2 separate regions of the Capsicum annuum genome follow, and region 1 is linked to region 2. Evidence: chromatin contacts called from public Hi-C data. All regions are on one chromosome and are shown on one strand. The core of a region is the stretch at or near the end of the contact, and the rest is flanking DNA. Distances in the headings are between cores, read along the strand shown. Region 1 overlaps LOC107873249 (regulation of nuclear pre-mRNA domain-containing protein 1B). Region 2 has its middle 190 kb from the start of LOC107874226.

The links. Hi-C and Micro-C count contacts between places; a contact is called where the count stands out from the background.
Region 1: a contact with region 2 is called in a Hi-C map of leaf, with 2.9 times the contacts expected there. The contact joins two enhancer-like sites. A contact is called at or near these places in 2 of 5 Hi-C or Micro-C datasets (leaf and placenta).

The regions. Positions count from the first base shown.
Region 1 is chr12:63,880,491-63,886,499 of UCD10Xv1.1, forward strand. LOC107873249 (regulation of nuclear pre-mRNA domain-containing protein 1B) reads left to right here. Exons shown (of 7, transcript XM_016720015.2): 2 at 423-670; 3 at 894-1,049; 4 at 1,159-1,315; 5 at 1,964-2,106; 6 at 2,200-2,235; 7 at 2,920-4,141. The coding sequence ends at 3,681. Among protein-coding and RNA genes, the nearest start is that of LOC107873249, 6.0 kb to the left of the region's middle. Within about 2 kb of position 4,666, at least 4 of the 5 cell types and tissues checked have an H3K27ac peak or open chromatin away from gene starts, as enhancers often do. A contact at or near this core is called in leaf, where this site is marked.
Region 2 is chr12:63,645,118-63,651,128 of UCD10Xv1.1, forward strand. No RefSeq gene overlaps it. Among protein-coding and RNA genes, the nearest start is that of LOC107874226, 190 kb to the right of the region's middle. Within about 2 kb of position 4,259, at least 5 of the 5 cell types and tissues checked have an H3K27ac peak or open chromatin away from gene starts, as enhancers often do. A contact at or near this core is called in leaf, where this site is marked.

The DNA.
Region 1 (6,009 bases), core at 3,416-5,915, 240 kb after region 2:
CTGCAATTTTGCCTTTTTGTTCTGTCCATACTGATAACTACTATAAAATATGTTTACAAGGTATATTTTGGTGTTGATATACGAAGTTCACGTCTTCTCATTTGCAGATTGAACTCTTCTTGCTCTTATTTGTGAAATGCACACTAGCAAATTAAATCAAAAGGGGCTATCTTCTCATTGACCTGTTATTAGCATATAGTAGATAATGTCTCTCTTTTATCTTGTTTTCTACCAGGTTGTGGTTTTTCTGATGTCATTTGCCTTTCATTAATAAACATTAGTTGCATATTGGCTGTGACTTTAATATGACCATCACTTGGTGTGATACTTGGGAACATTCTATTGCTTCTTTATTTTGGTAATTTGCATCCCAATTCATACTCTTTTTCCTTTAACATTGTTTGTCTTGGCATGTAATGCAGCATTGTCCCATTGGTGCATCTTCCACCAAGATAAAGCAGAGATGGTTGTTACATCATGGAGTAAACAGTTCCATAGTTCCGAAATGGCTCAGAAAGTCCCTCTACTGTACCTTGCAAATGACATCCTGCAAAACAGCAAACGTAAAGGAAATGAGTTTGTCACCGAGTTTTGGAAGGTTCTTCCTTCAGCACTCAAGGAAATTGTCGGAAAAGACGATGCCCTTGGAAACAAAGTAGTTTCCAGATTGGTATGCATCCCACCATTTTACTTCTGAATTTTTGGTCCCCATATCCTAGCTCATGAAGGGACAGGGCACAGAACAAAAAGGCAAAATTGCAGCCTACTTTAGCTCTTGTTTTTCAGTTTCTGATCATTTTGTTGCTAGAAAATTATTGAGATAATCTGATTGTCTGTTTCATTAAAAAAAGAAAAGTAGACATAGTAGTTTGACTCTCTTGACTGGTTTGTAGGTTAATATATGGGAAGAAAGGAGGGTTTTTGGATCTCGAGCGCAGAACCTGAAAGATATAATGCTGGGAGAAGAGCTGCCACCACCATTAGAGTTTGGAAGAAAGCGAAGTCGTTCTGTCAGAATAGTTAAAAGGGACACGCGGTCCATAAAAACGGTGACATGCTCCTCACAAGGCCCTTTTATTTGTATCCACTGATTACTTAATTGCTTTATCTTGCTTGTTTCATTATTACTTCTTGTTCTTACCACTGCTGTGTAACCAGAAATTGACCGTTGGAGGAACAGCTGAAAAAATAGTGTCAGCATTTCACTTGGTAGTCAGCGAGCGTACTACTGAAGATGAAGAAATGAGCAAATGCAAGTCTTCTGTTCACCATGTGCGAAAGATGGAAAAAGATGTCGACATGGCCCTTGCAAGAGGTAATCTGGTTCTCTTGGAATGCAAAATTAACATATCTGCATGGACTGGTTATTATGTTGACAACAACCTGAACTATTATGAACTTTATACACCTCAATATCTAAAAACGGGTGGAGGATGAGGATATGCTGAAGCCTGTTATTTAGTAAGATGCAATTATCAAAAGAACAATAGTTGATTCTCAATCCGAGAGTGTGTTTCATTTTTGTATAACTTTTCCACGTTAAAAGGAACAAAGTTATGTCTTTTATTTTCTTTAAAAAAAAAAACAGAAAACATAATAGGAATGTGTAAAAAGGAAACCAAAAAGGAATTTTTTTAAAAAAATTATGCCTATGGGGATGCCTGGTGTTTGAGGTATGGGTGTAAGAGCATGGAGATTTCTTGTTCGAATGCCAACTGGCATACTCGGTCGGCACCTATCTGCCCCGGCCTTTTGGACAGGATACTATAGAAACCTATACTTACCAGCTGTATAGACTGGTATAGGCAAGTTGACCTGAACACCAATGAGATTAATGAAATTACACAGCTGTGAGACCTTGACAGAATGATAGATTAGACATCTCTTTATGGTTTCTTTCTCCCAAAATTTGTTACTTGTAAATTACGATTGAGAATTGAGAGCATATTATCTTGTGTTGCAGCAAAATATCCAAAGAGAAAAACCTTGTCCAAAGAATTGGAGGAGGAAGAAAGTATTTTGAAACAGTGTATTGAGAAACTTAAAGTTGTGGAGGCAAATAGATTGGCTCTTGTATCACAGTTAAGAGAAGCACTAAGTGAACAGGTAAGTGATAAAAGCATTTGTTTAATCTTCCTATCCTAGGCATATTTTGGTACTATACTTATCGTCCAACTCATTGCCTCTTAATTTTGTCAGGAATCTGAACTAGAGAGCATTAGGACTCAGATACAGGTTTTTTTTCACTTATTCATTTTAAGCTTTTTACCTTGTTTCTTGAACTGCTATTAATTATATGGTTTATCCTTATCCCTCTCTTTTGGATTTGGGGGCTTGGGGGTGGAGTAGCTGTGTTGGTGTTGTTGGAGAGCAGAAAATATAACTGCATTGAAGGAAGACTTCAATGTGTGATATAATGAGAGGGAAAGGGGAGGGGTTGGGTTCAATGTTGCTTCTTGAACACCTCCACAAATAATTGGAAAGGGGAGAGATGTGTGAACATTGTATGAACATCGATGTTATTGTTATTTCTTGTTTCCACACTGCCATATTTTAGGTACAGTGGCGTAAGACATGGGTAAGATGGAAATTTGGATCTACTTGAGCCTTGAGATATATAGAATTTTTGATAGAAAATGGATTTGGGCAATTGAAGCCGCTGAGTTGTTATACTGGTACACTGACTGCCATTCTGTCTGGACTTGCTTTATGTTATGGTTCTCTGTCGTGGAGTGAATATGGTGGCTGGGGTTGTATAGTGCTTCAGTTGGTCTATTTGCTAATCTTCTCCATCCTTTTTACCTACATCAATTGTTTCTTCTTTTTTAGCTTTCTGAATATTTAAGTGTGTTGCGTGATTTCTTAGTCAAACACTAAGTTGATAATAATACAAATTAATTTTATCTAATTGATTTTCAGGTGGCAGAAGCACAGGCAGGGGAAGCCAGCAACATGCGAAAGCTTCTGGATGATGAAGATTATGTGGGACAAAGAAAGCCTCCAGCTACAGCATCTACATCAAATGACACCTGTGCAACAGCAGGACAAACAAGCAAGAAGACAGCTGCAGCAATTGCAGCTGAGGTAGCTGACAAGCTTACAGCTTCAAGCTCCTCTCAGTATATCATGTCATCGGTCCTCTCTACATTTGCTGCTGAGGCGGCAAAATCTGCTGGGCTGTCAAGACCTTCATCGTATCCAGCCACCAACAATTTTATATCACAACAAGAAAAGCCTCTATCAGATTCAAATGCTTTAATGCCAGAACAGCTATTTAATCCTCCCCCAAGTAACCTTTATCAGTCAACGCTGGTTCCTCATCCCACAGTGCATGGTCAAATGCCAAATGCTCTGGGTCAATATCATTCACTTCCTAATCCAACATCCCAGCAGTATTTGCAACAATCAGCTGGAATGGTGAGCCCTTATGGTTATGGGAGTATTCCTGCCCTGCCATCTGTACCACCTCCACCAGCACCTCCTTCGTATATGACTACAATGGTGTCTTTAACACAGCAACCATTGTCGATGATGCAGCAGCAGGCTGTAGCACAACAGCAACAAGTACCACCATTACCTCAACAACCTCCTCCTCCTAGTTTCCGTCCTTTGACACCTATCCAGCCTCCCCAGCCTCCTGGAGGAATGGTGTACTATTCTCAACCACATCATTCACAATGATGAGTGAGTACTCTTTTCAGACTGTTACTTCTTTTAAAAATGATATCAGAAACAACAAATATCTAGATGTGAACAAGAAGGAGGTTGTTGGATGAATCATGAAGAATCCAACTGACTGTGTAGTGTTATATACAAGGCAAGAGCGGCTGATAGAGCAGGTAATAGATTATCATCAGTGCTTATTTAACCATCTTCAAGACTCTTTAGAAATCTCTGTATTGATCAGTGTCTACAGCCGGTGTTGTCATTGTTGTTCCTTGGGGTTTCTTTTTCCGTTTTTCTTTTCATCATACATGTAACATTAGCATGATGGCAGGGCTGCTGAGAATTTGTATTAGTAGTTACAAACAGGATAGCAGGAGCTTTAGTTTCACCGGGCTGCCCAGTTATAAACAGGATAAAAGAACTAGGTTTTTCTTCTCACATAAATTTGGTAAATGAAGTAGCCAGCTTTTTCTCATCTCATTTCTGTTTTTAAGCCAAGGAATAAGCAATACTATTAGTTGAAAAAGGAGAGACGATTCAGTTATCAAATGCTAAGACTAGGGTGTATTCAGTACGGAGGAAATATTTTTCAATTCTCATTGATTGATTAAAATTTTTGGAAAATATTTTCTAGGAAAACAATTGTCCTAGCAGAAGTAGGAAAAACAAGTTGTGCAAGTGGCACATTGATCATGTCTTTTTGACCATCCAATACACATTTTTTACACCCACACCTCCCATAGCCTCTATCCCCACCACTCCACCCCCTCACTCTCATTTTCTCCTCCTATAGTATTTGTCTATTATATAAAAATAATTTTAGAATAATTTTGTTTTCTTACGTATCAAACTCAAGAAAATAAGGAACTAACTTAGCTTTTACTGGATGTTTTACATGCTAGTAAGTATTAGACATCAAACAATCTAATAGAGTGCTTTCATTTTTTATGTGGGGTTCATAGTGCGCTTAAAAATTCATGGAAATGCACATCATGCCACACCTGTTTGATCAAGAAAAGGTGAAGAGGTCATGTAAAATCAGAACTTGGTTATAGTAACAGCTTTTGATTAATCAATAAAATAATGTTCAGGAAGTGGAAGAATGTGTTGGGTGGGCATCCAATTTTGTTTTGAAAGTTGAAAATACAAGAGATTATTCCAGTACGTTGAATTCGGAATTTGGTGGGGCTTAAAGTCATAGGGTCAGTCGCCCGAATGCTCTTGTTTTAGGGTGGTCCTTAATTTAGTCATTTTAACAAAAAAGAGATTGAAAATATCATTCAGATTTAAAAAAAAAAAAAAAAAAAAAAAAAAAAAAAAAACCTTAGGCACAACTTACGCCTTAGCAGGCAAAATAAATCTGGAAAGCTCACATGTCGTATAAGGCATACGATTAATTTATGTCTTAAAAAAATCATAACCAACAAATTATGTCTTACAAGACAAAATATTTGCAATGGGAAATTTGTAAGGTACAAGCTGTGTCTTACAAGGCTAGTTTTAAATTTCTAAACTTCTGTTGGATGAGACTAAACTTATGGTGTTCGGAGCCTAAAGGGCAAGTTTTTTTATTTAAAATTTTAAAAGGGCAATATCTAAATGAAAAAAATTCTAAAATGGATAAGGTAAACACAGGTTTTTACCTTATCCATTAAAAAGTTTACGGCGTTAGTCACATGGTAAAGTGTAAGGTAAAATCACGATTTTTCTTACAAGGTAAATAGAGTCACTTACCTTTTCTTTGATTGAAAAAGTTGGTGAAGTTGGAAATTTAATGACATAAATGTACTCCTTCGTCCATTTTTATTTATCCACTTTTCTATTTTGAGATGTCCATCAATATCTGTTCAGTTTATGAAATCAATAGATAATTTATCCATTTTTACTTATTTTACCCTTGATATTAAATAAAATACATCTCTCATTGTATTTTGCAAAGCAAAAAAATTATTATATTCAAAGGTTGATATAGTAAAATCATCCATCCATTTATTGTTTCTTAAGGCATATGTCAATTCAAAAGTGAACAAGTGTTTATAGACGGAAGGAGTATTTAGCGGAGAATTTATTTCAATTGTAGTGCAAGATTGGGAGACTGTTTTACCTTACAAGGTAAAATATGTCCTTTACCTTATTAATTTTGTTTTATAAACCACTCATTTAATTCATTTCTTATTCAAATTATTTGTTTGTTCACCTATTTTTTTTTTGGCTAGAAATTGGGATTTTTATTAGAACAGAAACTTAAAAGTTATTACAAATTGAAATTGTCCGGGTAGAACCCAAACTTTGAGTCTTTCTGAAGTTCTTGCAAAATAAAAAGCAGGGGGGAAATAAAAGTTA
Region 2 (6,011 bases), core at 3,009-5,508:
ACCTATAAGATGCCAACTTAACACTTTCTTCCTTAGAAATATGCATCACCTGCGTGATCTTTCTCACCTTCTCAAGGTAAAATTATGGGTCCTCAACTGACTTGGACCCATAAAACTCTGGTGAATTGATTCACATAAAATCGTGGATTTTAGTCGCAGCTACATTACCTCCCTGCTAATTAGCAACTGCGGCCTAGTAATTGGCCGAACATTGGTGGTGACTGCTTAGACTAACACCTACAAGGCCGTTCGAAACTCAGTATGAGACACCATCTCATTCAAAGGATCAACAGGTGGGGGTTGCTCATCATTGTTTCTGCAGACATTCGCTTTTCGGAGAGGCATTTTCTGAAAATAAAAGAGCATGAATTATTAAACACGAGGGACAACTGTAGGTATAATAGAATTCGAAAGAAAGAAATAACTTTTCCTAAAACATCTTGTAGCCTCTTGCGCAGAGATGTGGCATGCTATACACCGATGATCTAGTCTCTACTCAATGCAGCTTTTCAAACTCCCTAGGACTCTTTTAAAACCTTAGGCTCTGATATCAAGTTTGCAACGATCCAAAATCACCTCCCGAGACGTCACACAGTTCTTAAGGCTACAAGTAGCCCCAAGATAACCCTTTGAGCCTATTTCTACAAATAACACTCATTTCAAGATGAAATAATTCGAAACTAGCATAGTTATATCATATGAAAGGAGATAAAGAGAAAATGCTTGGTCCAAAAGACCAAGCGATACTGGAAACCTCAACACAACCACAATCTGATAACTAGTCTAACAAAGCCTCTACTAATCCATGAACTAGAGAGCCGTTGGGACAGGTCCCCAACTAACTCAAAATGAATTGAAAAAAACAACATAGTCTCTCAAAATATGGAGATTTCTGAATATAGGTTCTCGAACCATGAGGACTCACCACTGTAGGAATGTAGATAGAGGTACTCGAAATCACTGACGAGGTTAGGACTGAGCAAGTGAACCTATATTATAAGACAATATAGCACATAGACGTATATGTGGATCAGCACTTGGGAATGTACTGAGTATGTGGGGGTGCATGCATTTATATAAAGCAACATCAATATTATTTAATCAAATCATGCATGTAATAAATAATGAATCACATGGGTTGAATAAGTATAAAATGCGAAGCTCATGAATCATGTAAAATGGAACATGTAACACAATCTCGTGAGTCATTATACTTTCAACTTTGATATTTGTACTCTTCTTTTATTCTCATTACTCAAGGCTAAAGAAAACTTTAAGCAATACTTTCAACTCATACATATGTCTCATGGAGAGTAAAACTTCTTCAATGCTTAAGAACTCATAACTCTTTTGAACTCAAATACTTGGAATTCGAAATCATATAACTTTTGAACATACTTGAAGGCATTTCATAAACGTTAGGAAAATATCTCATTTCAAGCTTTAGGAAAAAAATACTCATATCAAGGAAAAGTATTTTAGTTTTAAAGGAAAATATCTTATCTCAATGGAAAATACTTTAGTTTAGGGAGATTCTCTTAACCGACATAAACCATGCGTGATACATGGAGTCCAACGTTTTGTCTCATGCAAAACACCACTTTTCAAGATTTCAACATAAGGTGATCAACTATTTCGTAACTCGTATGAAAATCTTTCATTTAACATAAAAAGTACAGGTATAACAAGCAAACATTATTCTCATGAAAATCATGACCACATTGAGTCCATAATTAATAGTAAAACATGTGACCTGTACGATATACCTTGCAATTGAGCAACCCGTAATACTTTAAAACAAATGGGATTATGACGAAAAAGGGATCTTCGTAATGCATGCTCTCAATTTAATTCTTCAAGTACAAGACACGGGTACATGAAAATAGTACGAGTTTAGGGAAAACTTCATAAGAATAAATACACATACTTTTTACCAAGATGGTTTAGTGATTCATGATATTCAAATAAATCTCAAACTCTATGCATATATTGAATTTCATATTTTTAAAGCTTACTAAAACAGTAAACAATCCCCATGGGGTTTAGGATTTGTCCCACATACCTTTTTAATGAGAAGAAATTTGATATAGCTTGAAATCTAGCCTTGAAAGAAACCCTAATTTTTTTCTTGCTCTTGAGAGTGAAGAGGATTATGAGATGTTTAAAACTGATAAAAGATGAATAATAATGCTTATGGTATGATTTAATTCATGGGTGAGAAGTTTAGGGTGAGGAAAATACCAAAATACCCCTTTTAAAAACGTTATATTAGTGCAGATCGGCCCCTACTTGGTCGGCGGACACCTTTTGGTAAAATGGCTATAACTTTTTACTCTGGTATCGAATTAAGGTGAAACTAGTTGTGTTGGAAAGAAGACTCTAAAATCTTTCATTTTTTATATAATAAGTCATGTAACTCATTATATACCAGGATTAATGGTCGTTGAAATTTGACCCAAGTTGAAACGTTTACTAAAATTTAATTGATAGAAAAGTTTTCAACTCGTCTTTGAGTTAGAAGATTTTTGTGACCTCAATTCATATTCAAAAGTATTCCCACACTATAAAATTGATCAACACACATATACTAACATGGAATCATTAGGTTTGGGAACATACGCATAGGAACGACTGTTTGAATTCTAGTCTGAAAATATGGGGTGTTACACTTTCTTGGTTGGAGAGTTGAAGAGGAATAAAGTAGAGTTTGATCTTTAAAAACTAAAGAAAAAGGGTCCCTTGTATGTTTATAAGTTGTGAAAAAAGGTGAATGGACCGAAAGCCCAATACCCTTAAGTGGAAAAAAAATTGGATGAAATTTAACCCTTGGCGTCGCACGGACTTATAGCGGAGGTTACCCTCTATGCCACGCTAATATCGCAGAGGGTAACCTCCATGACACAGCGATAATGCGGAGGCTCACTGCCTCGAAGTTCTAAAATAGCCCTGTATCCTTTTCGAAAATTCTGAAACTTTTTCAAATTACCCTTTTAACATCTCTAAACATAATTCAAGTCAAAAATTAATATTACAAACATGGGAAGGTTAAAAATAAGTTGATCTAAATTTTAAGGGTCTTATAACCTCTAATGTCACACTTTTGCGGAATAATCTTTTTCAACTCTTCAAGATCCGACCAATCATAAGTGAATTTACGAATAACTGCAAATTGCAAATTCTCAATTCTATTCATCATATCCACCTCCTCCTTAATCTTTTTGACATTTGGAACAATTTTTAGCATGACTACCTCCTTAAAAGAGATGGTTTCTGAATTATGAGTTGTTGACACTTAATTTTTGCCCTTCACATTCCGAATTAATTTTTGAATTTCTCAGCTTTAAATAATTTTAAAATATTTATTTAAAGTTATTTTGAAATAAATTTCAATCCTGCCTTTTTAATTTAGGTGAAATTAACATATTTAGTGTTTTATTATACATTATTATATAATTATCAGTTAAATAAAATATTTTAAAATTTATTCAAAGTGAAAAGTTTGATTAAATTGCAAATATTCTACTTTTATCGATTGAAAATAAGAAATTGATGACATAATTAGTTTCTTAATTTTTATTTATTTATTTATTATTATTATTATTATTGAAAAAAATATGAAATATAATTCTGTTTTATTTAAAGGTTTATTTTAAAATTATTAAATTTGAGAAATTTGTTAAATTAATTAGAAAATAATTTTATCTTAACCTTATCCAAATTTATTCAAATTGTGACTATTTTATTTAAAATGATCATAATTAGAGTTAATAATTATTGCTCTATTAAGCAACAACAATTTTTGCCTAGGCCAAATCACAACAACTGGCCCAGTGCCTTTTTTGGGGGGAAAATTTCAGAAATAACAACTCTATAGCCTTAATTATAACTTTTATAGCAACAGTTTGATAATTACGAAAAATAACAAATTGTATTTGTATTTAAGTAAAATGTTGTTAAATAAATACATATACAAATATATATGTATTACTCATAAATATATATGCATAACTGGAAAATACATATTCTTCTATTACTATAAAGTGGGTAAAATATTGCTACTTTTGCTATAAGCTATAATTTTGAAAAGTATTGCTATCCTTTTTTTTTCTTCTCTTTTCCTGCTTAACATGTAACCAAACCAGCCCATCAGCAGCTTCAACCAACAGCCTAAAACAACAACAACCAGCCCAAATATGATCCCTGCGACCCGACCCACACCTTATAATTTTTCAAACAATAATCTAAACAGCCAGCAACAAAAACAATGCCAAAATACGCAATTTCAACCCACCGTACAACAACACAACAGCGTCAACAACGGCTTCAGCCAAGAACAGCTTGAAATTCGCCCGCCTTTCCCCTTTCTCAGAACGTGTTCATCCAGTTTGGGCAAATATTTAATGCCCAACGGCTCTCCTTTTGTCCCACAGTGGATTTCAAATTTTTTCTGAAGAAATCAATTCAATTTCAGTTTTCAAATCCGAAAATAAACCCTATTCTCTCTTCTATAAATAGATAGTGATGAATAGAGGTTAGGGGGAAGATTTTTGGGAAAAATTTGAGGATTGCGCGTGCTTCTAATCCTTCGTAACCAGAAATTCTCGAAGAAACGGACTCAAGAGCTCGATTCCGACAAAAATTAAACTCCGAGTTTAGTGTTGGAAGTTTCTTCGTCAAGGCTCGTCGTCGAGTTCGCTGCCCGGAGAAAGGTAAAAACCTCCCCTATTCCAGTTTTCTTGTGTCGTAGCAATTTTCTTTACTAGCGTATAAATTATTTTAGTATAGTAATGGATGCTGGGATTATGTGTTGTAGAAGTTTTTCCGAAAGCCGCCATAGGTTTTGTGTTTGATTTCCTGGGTTGATATGTGCTGGGATTCTTTGTTTCGTCTTGATGATGTTTCGTTTAGTGTTGATCTGTAGTCCTATCTAGTTTGAATGATTTCTTTTATATTCATCGTTTCCCTTCTAATTGGAATATCCATACCTCGAAAGTCGAGGCCTTAAGAATGTGTTAAGCAAACTCTTTGAAATTGCCTATCTTTTGAATTAATTCTTCCAAAGAATAAAGTTTTAAACCTTTGAGATTTTCTATAAGTTTTAGTCCCGCTTGAAGATTTTTTGAGAAATTAATGGTATGGTTGGGTTGATTTTTCTGTAAGTCATGGCCTAAGTTACCTGCGAATTCATTGTTTTAAAACGAAGTCTTCTGTTTTTATCATGTCATCGATTTAGTTTTTATTAGCTGTTGAGGTACAGCTATTAGTTTGGGAAATCATGAGGGATTCGCCTCTTCAAACACTGTTCTGTTTTAGAATCATTTGATCATGTAATTAGTTAAGAATCATTTGATCATGTATGTAATTAGTTAAGATGCGCATAAGCTGATCTCGATGTCAAAAAGAAAGTAGTTACCATGATCTTGTTTGTTTTTGGTATGTGACAAATAAAAGTTTATATGAGTATACATTCTTTGGACTCGAGTCTCTCTGTTGTCTTTGTACGATTGCAAAATTCCAAAGCCGCTCCAACCCATTGCTGAAATATTCAAACTTCCTTAACGTTCTGTCACCTAACAATATTTAGGCAAAATAATGAAAAGAAACATAAAACCAAATACTAGCCAAATGAGAAAAACTTGCAAATAATATATAGTAGTACCTGATTTCTTGGCATGATTGAAACCCATAGTAGTTTGAAGTTGCACCTTATTTTGCAACCTGTTTTCTTTAGTTGCAATTTTTTCTTTCATTTTTCTTCAAAGTTACTTTTTATCATGATAGGTTAGTATGGTTTGTTTGATAGACTAAGTTTGAGTTTCATTTTTTAACAGAATAAGTATAACACTATTTGAAGATAATGTGATTAAAAGCGATGTGGTTGCTTTTGTCTCCCGTTTTTAGTTATTTCTCAACTTTATCGCATATTTGGGTGGATACTAATCCTTATCATTTTATATTTCGTGCATGAACTCGTTTGGGTCCGCTTTGTACTCTTTCCTCGCATCTTCTGA